Regions from separate parts of the Sus scrofa genome. Here all the other regions are linked to region 2. A link is a contact called in public HiChIP or PLAC-seq data. All regions are on one chromosome and are shown on one strand. The core of a region is the stretch at or near the end of the contact, and the rest is flanking DNA. Distances in the headings are between cores, read along the strand shown.

What was found. HiChIP or PLAC-seq counts read pairs in DNA pulled down with a chosen protein or histone mark.
Region 1: an H3K27ac HiChIP or PLAC-seq map of alveolar macrophages shows a contact between it and region 2. The contact joins two enhancer-like sites. A contact is called at or near these places in 3 of 47 Hi-C or Micro-C datasets (embryonic fibroblasts and liver) and 1 of 2 datasets of contacts at active chromatin or transcription factors (alveolar macrophages).
Region 3: a contact with region 2 is called in an H3K27ac HiChIP or PLAC-seq map of alveolar macrophages. The contact joins two enhancer-like sites. A contact is called at or near these places in 1 of 5 promoter capture datasets (liver), 28 of 47 Hi-C or Micro-C datasets (adipocytes, alveolar macrophages, blood and 16 more) and 2 of 2 datasets of contacts at active chromatin or transcription factors (alveolar macrophages and skeletal muscle).

The regions. Positions count from the first base shown.
Region 1 is chr8:138,890,954-138,895,698 of Sscrofa11.1, forward strand. No RefSeq gene overlaps it. Among named protein-coding and RNA genes, the nearest start is that of BMP2K, 100 kb to the left of the region's middle. Within about 2 kb of position 2,253, at least 45 of the 83 cell types and tissues checked have an H3K27ac peak or open chromatin away from gene starts, as enhancers often do. A contact at or near this core is called in alveolar macrophages and liver, where this site is marked.
Region 2 is chr8:138,708,446-138,713,167 of Sscrofa11.1, forward strand. BMP2K (BMP-2-inducible protein kinase) reads right to left here. Exons shown (of 16, transcript XM_021101897.1): 10 at 2,524-2,684. Among named protein-coding and RNA genes, the nearest start is that of PAQR3, 64 kb to the left of the region's middle. Within about 2 kb of position 2,611, at least 10 of the 83 cell types and tissues checked have an H3K27ac peak or open chromatin away from gene starts, as enhancers often do. A contact at or near this core is called in alveolar macrophages and liver, where this site is marked.
Region 3 is chr8:138,915,896-138,920,582 of Sscrofa11.1, forward strand. No RefSeq gene overlaps it. Among named protein-coding and RNA genes, the nearest start is that of BMP2K, 130 kb to the left of the region's middle. Within about 2 kb of position 3,411, at least 20 of the 83 cell types and tissues checked have an H3K27ac peak or open chromatin away from gene starts, as enhancers often do. A contact at or near this core is called in alveolar macrophages and liver, where this site is marked.

The DNA of each region.
Region 1 (4,745 bases), core at 1,003-3,502, 180 kb after region 2:
ATTTGCTGATGAATGGGATGTACGGTGTGAGAGACAGAGAGGAGTCAAAAAGAACTCCAAAGTTTGGGGCGTGAGGAGGAAAAAGATGGTGTCACTAACTTATCTACAGGAAGAACAGGTTTGGGAAAGATCAACCATTTAGTATTAGACATGCTAAACTTGAGACAATTATTAGACATCTGAAGAGGGATGCCATGTAGGCAACTGGATTTCACGTCATAGTATTGGGGAGAAATTTGAGCTGGAGAGATGAATTTGGGTGTTGACAACCTAGACACGCTAGTTACACAAGAGAAGACAAGTATATGTGTTGCAGAGGCAGGTAAGTGGGTTAGACAGGTAGACAGAGTTTAAGCTCATGGCTCAGAGAACCCGCCCCTTCAAATCATTTGGATGTAAGATACCTGGGAAGAAGGAGAGGGAACTATTGAACTTGAATTCAATAGTTTTCAAATCCTTTAAGTGAAAAAGATGATCCGCTGTGGGAGAGCACGACCGGCTTGGAGTCTGGGGCGGGTATGAGGAAGCTCAAGGGACTACAGGGGAAATGTACAGAATAAGGCTACTGAGTGAGGCCAAGGACACTCGGACTCACTCATGGGGATTCAAAGAGATTTGTTGCACATTCACACTGTGTAATAAATTGCTCACACAGCATGGTTTATCACTTCATAACTTCAACAAAATTCAAGAGTACTCTTCAGTTCAACAAGTCTACTTTTAGACATGCATCCTAAGGAAATAAATTTAATTGTAGAATATTTCTATGTATAGATATTCACCAATGTTAATTCCAAAAAGAAAAATAAAAAACAAACAAACAAACAGACAAAACAATTGGAAACAATCTAAGTGCCCCGAGAAGGGGAATGTTTAAAGAAATTGTCATTTATCTGTTAGATTAATTATACAGTGATTTAATGCAATGTTTGCAATAATGCTTAATAAATGGGAAATGACCATAGTTTAAAAATTCATAACTACAACAAAAAAAAGGGAGTTCCTGTTGTATTTCAGTGGGTTATGAACCTAACATCCATGAGGATGCAGGTTCGATCCCCGGCCTTGCTCAGTGGGTTAAGGATTTGGCATTGCTGTAGCTGCAGCAGAGGTTGCAGATGTGGCCCAGATCTGGCATTGCTGTGGCTGTGGTGTAGGCCTGCAGCTGTAGCTCCGATTTGGCTCTTAGCCTGGAAACTTCCATATGCCACACATGTGGCCCTAAAAAAGCAATAAATAAATACATAAATAAACAAATAAGTATTAACATAAAAAATTAACATAAAATCATATATACACACGTAACATGATCTCAGTTTTGTGCATTCCTTTGGGCAGAGAACATAGAATGAAAATAAATACATCCAATACATGTCAGTGATGGACTTGATTTTTCTCCTATGTTTGATACATCTGTTTTTTCCAAATTTTCCATCAAGAGTAGATATTATTTTTATAATCATATTTAAATTTTTTGATTTAGAACTTTAAGCAAAGATTAAATTAAGAAATTCCTGAATTGGCCCAGTCTTCCTTGGGTCCCTCTGTCTGGCTGCTGATTCCTCTGCTCATTTCTCTTGCGGACTCTGTGAAGTCTCCCCAGTATTTGGTACTTTTGTTCCTAGAAGAAGTGGTCAATCAGGCATGATTGGAAAAAGGCCTCGGGATGTTGATTAAGAGCTGAGCTGGTGGAAAAGTTGTGACTCGGGGGTGACGGATCCAGGGCTGATCTTGGAGCTGGGGAGCATTGCATCAGCCTGGAGTTTCACCCATTGGCGCTGGCAGTGGGCCCTGTTTTTTCTAGGACACCTAGAACTTGTCATGTGTGCCTGGCTCATTTTATTCCCTTAGACTTCTGAATTCTTTGTAGTAGAGTCATTTCCTGTTTAAATCTCTTCAACTTTTCCTCTTTGACCCAGAACTGACTGAACATTATCTCTGTTCTGCAAAGCATGAAAGGTTCTTCACAAAGGAAGCCATTCGTGGTATGAGTCTGTCACGGGGGGGAAAAAAGGCAGCGGGGTGGGGGTGGTAATCTGGAGCTTCAGTTGATCAGGCTGACTTGGGAGTGACCAGCAGTAACCCAAGAAGCGGTACCTGCCCGTCCTGGATTAGCGCATAGCATTTTCTGCATGGGTAAATCCATCCAGGTTTTTCCCCCAGGAAGCTGGCTTTATATCCTTCTGCCTCTTTAAGATTGGGAAACCACCCAGGCCTCCCAGCTCTTGGCAAGCGACAGGCTGACTTCATTTTGTTACTCAGCATTTTGTTCTTATTGAAATGCCAGGCGCTGCATAACCGGTTTGTAAAGTCTGAAGATCTTCTGGGCGTGCCCAGAAACTCAGCAGCCCTGGACAGAGTGAGAACTGGGCAAGGTGCTACAGCTCCGAGCTGCTTGAATGAAGCTCAGGTCAACAGCCCACCCTGTCTCTCCTCTCACAATCCCAAGGATTCTGCCGGGAGCAAGTCCAGTGATACATTCCACAACCTAACTGAATCTGGTCCCTTTGTTTCTTAGAACATTTTCATTTATTTTGTCTTTACTTACGTCTTTCTTTGTATCATACTGATTTCAGCATGTTTCATATACGTCTATTTCCCTGCTAGATTCTAAGCGTCCTGGACAACTAGAGCGACCTCTTCCTTAGCATACTACGTGGCACTTTATTAAATAAAAGAAACTGCTTGAATTGAATGGAATTAAACCCCTATCTGAGGAAATGATTTGATGTGTAGCAGGTCTGAGAATGCTAACTCATGCATTTTCTGCCTTCCTTGGGTGGACCTGAAACTCTGGGAGGACCTCAGTGACTCCTGGGTTTGTTATAGCTTCGCAAAGGTGCTCTCGACGCAGGTTGCTCAGGCCTGTAGAAATCTCAGCCTTCATTGACCTTTGTGTCTGTCTTTAAATGATAAAGAGTCATATTCATTTTAATAGTTCATAGACTAACATTGTAAAGATCCTGTTTAATTAAGAAAAGCAAAGTCTTGAAATGTTAATTTTTTTAAAGAAAATAAATACCCAAAACAAAGGGTATTAATTAAACTTTTATTGTAAGTAGATACATGGAATGTGATGAATTAAAATAGTAACGGAGAGTTGAGAATACATTGCCATTGCTCAGTTTAAAGAAAAGTCTAAAGTAGTATGTTTATTATGATCTCATTTTTTAATAAAAACAAAAGATAATTTCTATGTACAATATGTGTACACAATCTTGGAAAAAAAGTTCAAAAAATAATTTGGAAAATGAGTTCTCCTATAGTTAAAGCATTCATAACAAGAACTGGATATAGCACAATTAGCTACTTATGATTTGTTTTGCTTTGTTTTTGGGCTTTTTTTTTTTTTTTTTTCCTTTTTAGGGCTGCACCCGTGGCATATGGAAGTTCCCAGGCTAGAGGACAAATGGGAGCTACAGCTGCCGGCCTGCATCACAGCTCACGGGCAATGCCAGATCCTTAACCCACTGAGGGAGGCCAGGGATCTAACTCGAAGCCTTGTGGTTCCTAGTCAGATCCGTTTCTGCCGCGCCACAGTGGGACCTCCACAATTAGCTACTTAGGAAACATAACTTAAATGAGCCACTCTTAGTGATGCAACTGGAACTGACAGGGAATTAGCATTATCCGAATGGAGATCAATAAAAGACAAAGAGCTGCTGCTTAACCCGGCTGTTAGGACTGGGCGGTAAGTGGGACTGCACAGCGCCAGTGACAGGGACTTAGAAGGTAGCGAATGCAGGGAGTAAAGGGCAAGGAAGGAAGAGCCTCTGTTTGTTTTTGTACTTTTTGATCCACCTTTTTTTTTAAGCTGGTGATAACCAGATCACGTTATGAAAACACGTTTATTACTGAAATCACTGTGGGGGAAAAACTGTTCTACTGTGAGTCTAAAACTTCTCCGTTCCTATTAAAGTATTTTTTAAATCTTGGCTTTAAATTTGATTTGTTTTTGATAAGGGATACATTTATAAAGGACAAAATCTAAAAGGTATGTAACAAGGAGTTCCTGCTGTGGCACAGTCGGTTAGGGATCCTTTGTAGCTGCTGCTGCGGCTGCGGCTGAGGGATTCGATCCCAGGCCTGGGAACTTCCATATTCTGTGGGTGCAGCCAAAAAGGACAAAGGTATGGAATAGAATCTATACAGTGAAAAATTCCTCTTCCACTTCTGCTCCCCAGTTATCTTCCTCAGGATCCAGGTTACCTTGTTTTGAAATGTTTTTTTGTATCTGAGGTTTCTTAGGAAAACACCTATTTCGCTAATTTTGGTAACTATATACTAAAAAATTAACTGCAGTTATTTTCAAATAATAGTGTTATCATATACAGCTTTCTGTATAAATGTTTTCCCATTAAGTGAAGAAATTAATGCTAATTTGCAAAACCACTTATTGAACTCTGTGGCAGCATGCCTAAATTTGCATTGTCATCATTTTTCATTAGTCCATTTCTCTGCTTCAGGCTTTAGTTTTAACAGTACAGCTAATGCGAAGACATTTCCTCTTAGGATACTTTTTTTCTTCCCTACTCTTCCTCAATCAATACTTTGTGGGGAGGAAAAAAACACAACTGATTCAAAGTCTGAAAAAAAAAATGTGTTACTGGAATTTCTGCTGTGGTTTCTGAGTATTAATTGATCTATACTAATTAAGTCAAAATAAATTATATTGATCCTGTGATAAACCATAGCAGAAAAGAATATTTAAAAAAGAATGTATATATATGTACAACTGAGTCACT
Region 2 (4,722 bases), core at 1,361-3,860:
AGGTGACGCCCAAACACACACGGATGATGCACTAACTCCAGGAGCTCACCTCTACCCTCACGAACTGCGGCTTCTCGCTAGTGTTATCAAGGTGAGCAGTGCTCCCTGGTTCTCCACAGAATATGCCAGAGAGCCCCAGACAGCATCAAAGCTGCCCTGCATGAACACAACGCCTTCGAGCACAGCACTGCATCCTCACACCACTACTGGTCCCCATCTTGCTAACAATGAAACTAAGGCCCAGAGAAGTTAAGTGAATTCACAAGTAAAGCTAAAGGCAAATGATAAACTGAAAGAACGCACTTACAATGTATTTGGCAAAGAAATAAGATTCAGAATACATAAAAGTAAAATCTTCAGAGCGATAAAAAATAGAGACAAATTCACAGAAAACTGCAAAAGGAATATTAAAATAAAACCAAAAACGTTTCACCTTTCAGTAGGGAAACACTTTTAAAAATCAGTATTATCAACTGTTGACAAGAACAGGAATGAAAAGACTCACGCTGTTGTTGGCAGCAGAGGATAGACTTTGGAAGTCCTCTTTAGATGGCAATTTGGCAAGTATGTAATAAACTTTAAATGAGTATACTTTTTAATATTTTCCTCAAAGGCTCAGACATGGAAATCAAGAGTCCATTTTAAGGATGTTTACCACGATGCTATTAGTACTAGCAAACACTGGAAATAACCTAAATGGTTGTGTCAACTATGGTACCTGCACACTGTGGAGCATCACATGCCTCTTAAAAACTGCATGGTAGAGCCATATGCGCTGACGCCAAAAACACTCCAAAGTGTATTCAGTACTAAGTATATTCGCATAACAAAGCACATTAAGTTGTAACAAAACCAAGTTGCAGAAAACTATCTCTAGGACAAACCCCTTCGTGTTTAACCCAACGTGAGTTATTTACATCCGTTTACATACACCCACGAACATGAAAAAGGACTGGGAGGATGTGCACCAAACTGCTACTAGCTTCCTCTGGGAAGCAGAAGGATGGACACTTCCACATTGTTCTGAGTGCGACTGCACTGCATGACCACCTTTTTAAAAAGATGGCTTTGTGTCTCTGCTGCTTCTGTAAAACTCAACAGGCAAAGAGATGTTAAGGGATGCACCACGTGATCTTACGGGGAAAACAAAGAGTATTTTTTTTTTCCCAACCAAAGCTGGAAGCATGTACAAAACAGAAACGCTGCCCTGACCTGGGGGACAGGCCTGACACACCTGGGTCTTGGCATTCGCCTTAGAAACGTAAACAATTTTACAAAACACCAGCATCAGACAAGGCCATTCTGGGACCGTGATGGATCAGCACAACAAGGCCACTCCATAATCGTGTCTCAACACTGACAAAATCAGGAACACTGTCCCAACCACAAAGATGACCAAACCTCTCTGTCCCGGCTGACACAACTAAGCACTGCTTCATTTCCAAGGAGGCTTTTGCTCAACTACCTCCAGGTAAAAGTTACGCTATTATACCCCCACTTCCCCAAAATTACCTAAAACAAGCCCAAATCCTTTAGTAAGTCCTTTCAGACACCATCTTACTAAGCTGTTCCCGCAGATTTCCAGGGTATCCGAGTGATAAATCAGATTTATTCAAACGTAAGCATGTTAGATCTCCAACCCAAAGGTAGAAAAGGGAAGCCGACACTGAATGCTTTACAACAAAACAAAATTTTCCTAGATACCCTATACCTTGGTATTTACTCTTCGAAAGAGAAAGAGTGAGAGATTGTTTTCCCAGAAGAGAACAGTGAAGCTGGGAAATGGGAGAAGGGGAAATGGGTACAAAAACGTCAAATTCCCCTATTTTCTCTTTTCCACAGAATATTCCTCCCTGGGGTATACCTGGTCACCACAAGCATCCAGCAATACATCTGGAAATGTGAACTCTGTCTTCCTTGGGCATATATTTTACTTTGTAGTGATAACAGTAGGTAACAGGAACATTTCTTAAGAGAGTATCACACGGCAGGCATTACAGTAAGCAGTCACTTAATCCCCACAACAATCCTACAGACAGGTACTAGTATTTTCCTAACATGTCACTGAGCAATGGAGAAACAGGACTCAAACCCAGTTTGAGAATCAAAGGGTGGGCTTTTTCCATCAGAATATTCTAATTAAAAACATTTTAACATTAAACCTTTGTAAGGCTAGAGTTTCAAATCCCTCCTTTTCAATACAATACAGAATTTTCTTCTATACTCTTCTGTACTTTAGTATCAACCTCAAACCCTCCCCAGCTGATGACTCCAGGGATGAGCAAATCGTGAGCTTTTCGTACCACAGTTTTGTATTACCAATAACTTACCTTTCCGACAACTTTAGGAAAACAACTAGTTAAGTATACCAGGCATCAGTAGCTTTGTGATTCTTAAAGCATTGTGTGATATATCTGCTTCACAACAGTCAGTCTGCCAATAATTCACGCTGCTAGGAAATCAAGCCATAAAAGGTGTGTTTAAGTTAACTACAAGGGGATAAGGTTGGCAGGGCTGTTTTACCTTTCGGTCTGTGGTTACCAAATTCACCAGGAGCGGGGACTTTAACAGGTGTTGCTGAACTTTGAATGGTCAGCACACTGGGAGTGGCAGTAGTAGAATTGGCCTTTGGTCTTTGTCTTGGTGCAATTGAGGTTTCTGTTGGTCCAATGGTATCTGTTATTCTACAACAGAAGAATACATTTCACTCCAAATATTGGGGTTTTTCCTAATTTACTATTTGTTCTATAAATCATCTATTTCAACAAATGCATATTTATTACTATTACTGGTGATTGTATTAGTCCTCTTGGCTTCTTCCTAAGTCTCATTTTCAAGTAGTAAATGTTTAATGAAAATAGGAAAGTAAATAAAATAAACCTCATAATCAATTTCCTCAAGCCAGATTGCTACCATTCATAGTCTGCCACTGACGCTGGCAGAAAAAAGAATATAGAAGTGCTCTTAAGGAGATAAAATAAAACAAAGAGAAGCCTTCTCAGGAAGGTTTTGGACAAAATGGAGAGCCAACAACTCTCTAAACCAGTCAGAGAACTAAAAATAAGAAAGAAGAAATAACAGTCTCCCATAGCTTAGACCCTTGGCCTAAGAAAGAAACCATTACACCCCAGGGCATGTAAAACAAAAGAAGCCAAGACTCTTAACAGGTGGAGCTACCAGCTCACATTTAACTTCTGGAAGCTTTAATTTTGCTTCACTGAAAACAATGAATGGAAATTATATGTTTTCACACTAGGACTTAGTTTAGGCCACAGATATGAGTGGTCAAGCAGTAAGAATCGTTTTGAAAGCAAGAGACACTAAATATAATTGGAGAAGACACAGACATCTGCCCTTCTCTTTCAAAAAAAAAAAACCCAGGGAAAATCTTTACCTTACAGTTTATCAACTCTGCTTTCTATAAATTCAGTATAAAAACTCAAAAAACTTTAATAGGGTCTATGTTCACTTTTCTAAAAGACTGCAAGAGACCAAGCTCCTACAGCACATTTCAAATGCCCTGACACTTAAAAATTTTGCATACACATGACTTTTCAAGTACAGGTCTGCACTGCTGAGATCCACAGCCCTCGCCTCCTTCTGCAGGTACCACAAGAGGGAGCCCTGGCAACAACTATCTTTCCAAGGGAGTATCACAGTAACACTGATGGAAAGGTTTTGGAAAATCATAGAAATACACTGCACATGTACTAATTTCTAAAAATACCATCCATGTTTTAGATGAGACAGGGACGGTACAAGTCACGTGAAAAGTGAATCTAAAGATCATGTATACGTGTAACCAATTAGATCTCATTTAATCTAATTGAGCATTTATCGCGTTCAAATTATGGATGTGGCATTGAAACCAATGCCATACTCCCTAAATGCAAGTGATTAGGGGAGATATTGTGTATAATCTTTTTATTTGCCTATTCATTCTTTATTAGGTGGGTAATGCAGGCCAGACTTTACCCTGCCTTGTTCCTGTTCTAAATCACTCCATAGAGGACTCACTACACACATGAGCACAGCAAACCTCTAAAAAAGCATATTAAAAGTTCTGCAGACTTTGGTTAGTCTAGTGTTTCCTAATTGACTTTACTAATGTACCAATATCTATTATACAATTACTGACAGCCAGCAAACATGGCACAGTATCCTGTCACCAAAGAATATAGTCTGCCTAGGAAGATACAGCACATGTCCATAAAAATGTAATAAAATACAAGACAGTAAAAATAATCGGTGCTATGAACAGCACTGTGAATTTGAGTTGACTGTTTCATTAATTATTTCATTTGCTTATAACATTATAGCTATAACTGGAGTGCCATGGGGAAACAGCATTATTCTTGTTCAGTTGACTCATGCTTTTTTTAAAATTTATTATCTGCTTTCTTGAAGATTTAATCATTTACAAAGTAATTATTTTAAATCACAAGTAATGATAAAATTCAACCGACAAGCCCCACAACACCTCATAAGGACCCCTCAACTATGACAGTGGTTGCTAACTGCTAGTTGCTGTGTCATGGGGAAGACAGACTGTCAGTCACGCTGACTCCTCCAAGTTAGATGTAACTTTACGCCTTCCTCTTACTCAAAAGAGTATTTTAAATTTAAGTGAATGAAGATGATATTTTTAGAGTGACGCCATATTTTTTAAAAGACTAAGTCACTCCCAAATGTTATTTTGACAATTTACAAATAACAGATTAT
Region 3 (4,687 bases), core at 2,161-4,660, 210 kb after region 2:
CTTTCAAATAAAGTATTGTTAATTATAATCACCTTTCTGTACATTCCATTCTCAGAACTTACTTCTAAGATACTGGTTTATTTTAATTTACCTGCATGTATATCCAGCTTTTATCATGCTTAGCACAGGAGGTCTTCAGTTAATATCGATGGGCTCAATAATTATTATAGATATTATTAGTTCAATGTCAAAGACTAAGTAAACACTCAAAGAGATTGAATAGATTTTCCCAATTTCTCAAATCTACTTGGGTAGCCGAGTTAGCACAAATGAGCTCTTTCTCACTCCACTGTGACTAAGGGCCTCTATAAGGCATGCGGCACAGTGCTGACCACACCGTGGGCAGTCAATAGTCCTCTTCCTTCATCGCTGCCTCATTAAAGATGTCTTGGGAACAAAGAGCAACTTTGCTGCTTGTCCTCCAGAAGCTTCTCCTCCTTCATTCAGCTTCCTCTCGTGACTCATATTCCTCTCCCACTCCAGGCCCTCTGGCTTCCCCTGTGGCTCAGGGCCGGGCACTGGTGACGCTCTGGACGTTTGCCTGCATGTCTACGATCCCTTCAACTCAAGCTGCGCCCGCCAGCGACGTGACCTTTAGAAGCTGCCAAGTCCCTGTTGCTGAGTGGTTCCTGCTGCTCTGTGCCTCATGAAGAAGGGGAGATGGAAGAGGAGCGTACTTCCCCCTCGGAAAGTATGAGAAACCCCAGACCAAGGAAGTTATGCAAGTGATGGGGAGAAGTTCGTTCAGGGTTTCAGCTCTGCCCATACACCTGTGCCTGGCCTTGGCACATTCTAGAGTTCTTGGCTCTCGATAGCTCAGTGACTGGGAAGCAGAAAACACACAGCCAACTGTTCACTTCTGGTCTGAGAACCTCCTGACCAGTTGCCTCAGATTTAAAGATATGTCACTGCCTTCTTTATCATGGTGGCTTTTGTCCTGTACTAGATGATTTTATGTTCTTGAGCTATAAACTTCCAAGGGACCAATTTTGACTTCAGTACTTGTGACTGTTAGAAGCTGATAATATATCATGAAGTTGCTTTGGGTGGGAAGCCAGGGGGTTCATGAGACCTCCAAGTTTCCAGAGCCTTCTCCCCCTTGGAGAAGGACCTCCAGAGTAAAGAGCTTTGCAATTGCTCTGCTATTGCTTTGAGGCACCAGTGTGAGAGTGTCTGGGACATGGACTTGGGAGCTGTGGATATCTCGGTTAGTATTATGATTCTAGAATGATCTAGTTGTGTGATGTAGGGTGGTACTTAGCCTTTCTGAGCCTCAGTTTCCTAACTGATAAATGGCGATAAATATTACCTACTTGGGAGTTCCAGTCGTGGCGCAGTGGTTAACGAATCCGACTAGAAACCATGAGGTTGTGGGTTCAATCCCTGGCCTTGCTCAGTGGGTTAAGGATCCAGCATTGCCGTGAGCTGTGGTGTAGGTCACAGACTCAGCTCGGATCCCGTGTTGCTTTGGCTCTGGCATAGGCTGGTGGCTATGGCTGCAATTGGACCCCTAGCCTGGGAACCTCCATATGCCGCGGGAGCGGACCTCAAAAGGCAGAAAAAAAAAAAAAGACAAAAAAAAATTACCTACTTGATGGCATTGAGGTTAAATGAGAGAACATCCATAAACTGCTCACACTCAGTGTTAAGAAATGGATGCCCATTATCACTGAAACACCAGGAAGGATGAGAAGACAGTTAACACCTAATGGCTCTTCAGGTCTGTTTTCTGAGAAGAGCATGTGAGATCTTAAAGCCAAAGCTGAATTCCCTCCTCTGAAAGGGAGATAAGAATGTTTGGAAAGCTGCAAAACATTGGTTATTAAACAGACCATGCAGTCCTGTGTCAGTTGCCCTGTATTTTTTTTTTTTTTTTTTTTTTTTAAGGGCCAAACCTGTGGCATATGGAGATTCCCAGGCTAGGGGTCGAATCGAAGCTGCAGCTGCCAGCCTACACCACACCCACATGGCAACTGTGGGATCTGAGCCACGCTGGCAACCTATGCCCCCACTCATGACAATGCTGCATGCTGCGCCACAAAGGGAACTCTGCCCTATAATTATTAATAATAAAACATTTGAAGCAAAAAGGATCATATGTATATACCAGGTATAGCAAGAGAGAATGGGGAATTGAGAAAAGGTGTAAATAGTATCAAATTGTTACTATATATCAGGTGTTGTAGTAGGTGCTCTTTGTTAGGTAACTTTTGTCACCTCATTTGATTCTTCATCTCTTCCACAACGGTTCTAATTATTCCCTCCCTGGGTCTCCTGACACTATGAGTTACATAAATTACTCCCATCTTTTAGAAAAATTGACATAGAACTGACATTAGTTTTAGGCATACAACATAATGATTTGATACATGTATATATTGCAAAATGATTAGCACAATAGGTTTAGTTGACATCTGTCATCACACTGCTACAATTTTTTTTTCTTGTGATGAGAACATTTCAGATGTATTCTCCTGGCAGTTTTCAGATGTACAGCACAGCATTCCAGCTGCAGTCCCCATGCTCTGCGTCACATCCCCAGGACTTATTTTCTGACAGTTCTAAGTCTGTATGTTTGACTACCTTCATCCATTTCATCCACCTCCCAAACCCCGCCTCTGGCGACCACCTGTTTTTCTCTGTATCTACGAGTTCTGATTTTTTGTCTTTTGGGTTTTTTTTTTTGGGGGGGCGGGTTGTTCTTTGGCCAGATCTGCAGCATATGGAAGTTCCCAGACCAGGGATCAAACCCAAGCTGCAGCTTCGATTTATGCCACAGCTGCAGCAATGCCAGTTCCTTAATCCTCTGTGCCACAGCCAGAACTCCGAGTCCTGGTTTTTTTGTTGTTGTTGTTTTTTTTTAGATTCCACATTTAGGTAAGATCATACACAATATTTGCTTTGTCTGTCTGACTTACTTCACTACTCCCATCTTATAAAGAAAAGGAAATAGTGAATCAGCCTCACTCAGTAATTTGCCCAAAGTTACGCAGCCAAGTAGGTGGTATTTGAAATCAGAGTGTAGCTCCAGAGCCTAGAGTCTTTCCTTTATACCCAGGAAGGGGGAGGTCAGGGAGACTGTTTTTCCTGAAGAAAGAAGACAGAACCATCCCACTGGGGAAGCCAAGGGCAGCCCAGGAGAGGGAGGACAACCACAGTGTCCCCAGGGCTGTGACCAGAGAAAGGTGGTGGAGTTTCCCCACCGGGGCTTTCTCTGGGTAGATGATACATTCTGGGAAACCTTGGACCTCCCAAGAAGTTTCTGGCTGTACCTGGTCCAACCAAACTACATACTCAACCCCAGAAGTAAGTGCGAGGAGGAAATCAAGAACGGACAGCTTGTCGCCTCGTGGCCAGGAAGGTCTCCGTGTTGAAATAATTAAAAGTAGACTAAACAGTGGAAAGACTTCGCTTTGTCTTGTCAGCATTGCTCAAGTCAGCCAGAAACGAAAGCAGAAGGCTGAGGAAGAGCCCAGAGGCAGAAAGAGGAAGAAAGGAGCTTTTCTCCTTCCTATCAGATCTTCTCTCTAGAAACATATTCGAACAAACCGGAGACATTCTCTAATCATTTCTGTTGAACTGAGCCCTCCAGTGACAGAGAGCTAAGCTGTGGGGCTGCCGCCCAGAAGCTCTGAAATAACTGTCAGTTGCTGGGGCTGGTGTGCCCTGCCTGCAGCACCGGTGCCACCTTAGAGTCCTGAGGTCCATGGGAGACACAGGAAGAGCCGGAAAAGTAGGACCCTTCCCAGCTGAACGTCACACCATGTCACCCACTTTCAAGGGAAGACCCAGTGTGGACTGTGTCTCCATGAGATGGATCTTGCACAGGCTCCAAGCCGTGACAGGGAGGTCTGCACGGCTGTCAGACTACCTGTCAGTATCTGGAAAACAGGCAATGTAATCCTCAGCTGTCCTGTGGGTTCCACCACAAAGCAGGAGGAAACTAGCTGTTTTCCACAGACAGGATCCTACAGTGAGATTTCTGAAATTAGAGAGAGAAAAAGAGAGAGCGAGAGGGAGAGTGAGAGAGAAGAGCCAGACTTCCCACCAGATACCACAGAAACAGGCAAACAAGCCAACCCGAGGGATGGGCTCTTGCTCTTCAGGTCCAGAGAAGGCTCTTGGGGACGGTGGACGCGCCGTTGGCACCGGCACTGTTTGCTGCCCGACTCTCCCATCTTATCCATACCCACGTAGTCAGGCGCTCCTAGGAACTCATCCTCATCTCCGTGCCAATCTTTACTGTCTTTAAAGCCCCGCCAGTGAATTCCTTTAACACCCAGCTCAGAGTTCCCGCTCTCAGTGAATCCTTTCCTGCCGGATCTTAGCAGTCTTTCATTTGGAGCCCCAAACACCTTTTAAGAACCAAACTTCCTTACATATCATTTTAACATGTGTAAGTCAATGATTGTGAAAACTGTACACATCACAACTAAAAAAAAAAGCAGGACAGCGAGTTACGCGTAACCCCACCATGCAGAGATGAGCAGTGACGGTGTCACGTGTGTTTGAGTCTCTCTGGTGTTCCGTCTTCCCTGTGTGGTTAACACGGTTTTTCCTCCTCTGCAGCAAAATGTCGTGAGCATCTCTCTCATACGCGTGTCTGGGTGTCTGTCTATCTGTACACTGTCATGGTGCATATAGTAGTTCACAGCCTTCTTAATAGCATCAGGCGGAGCATACCATG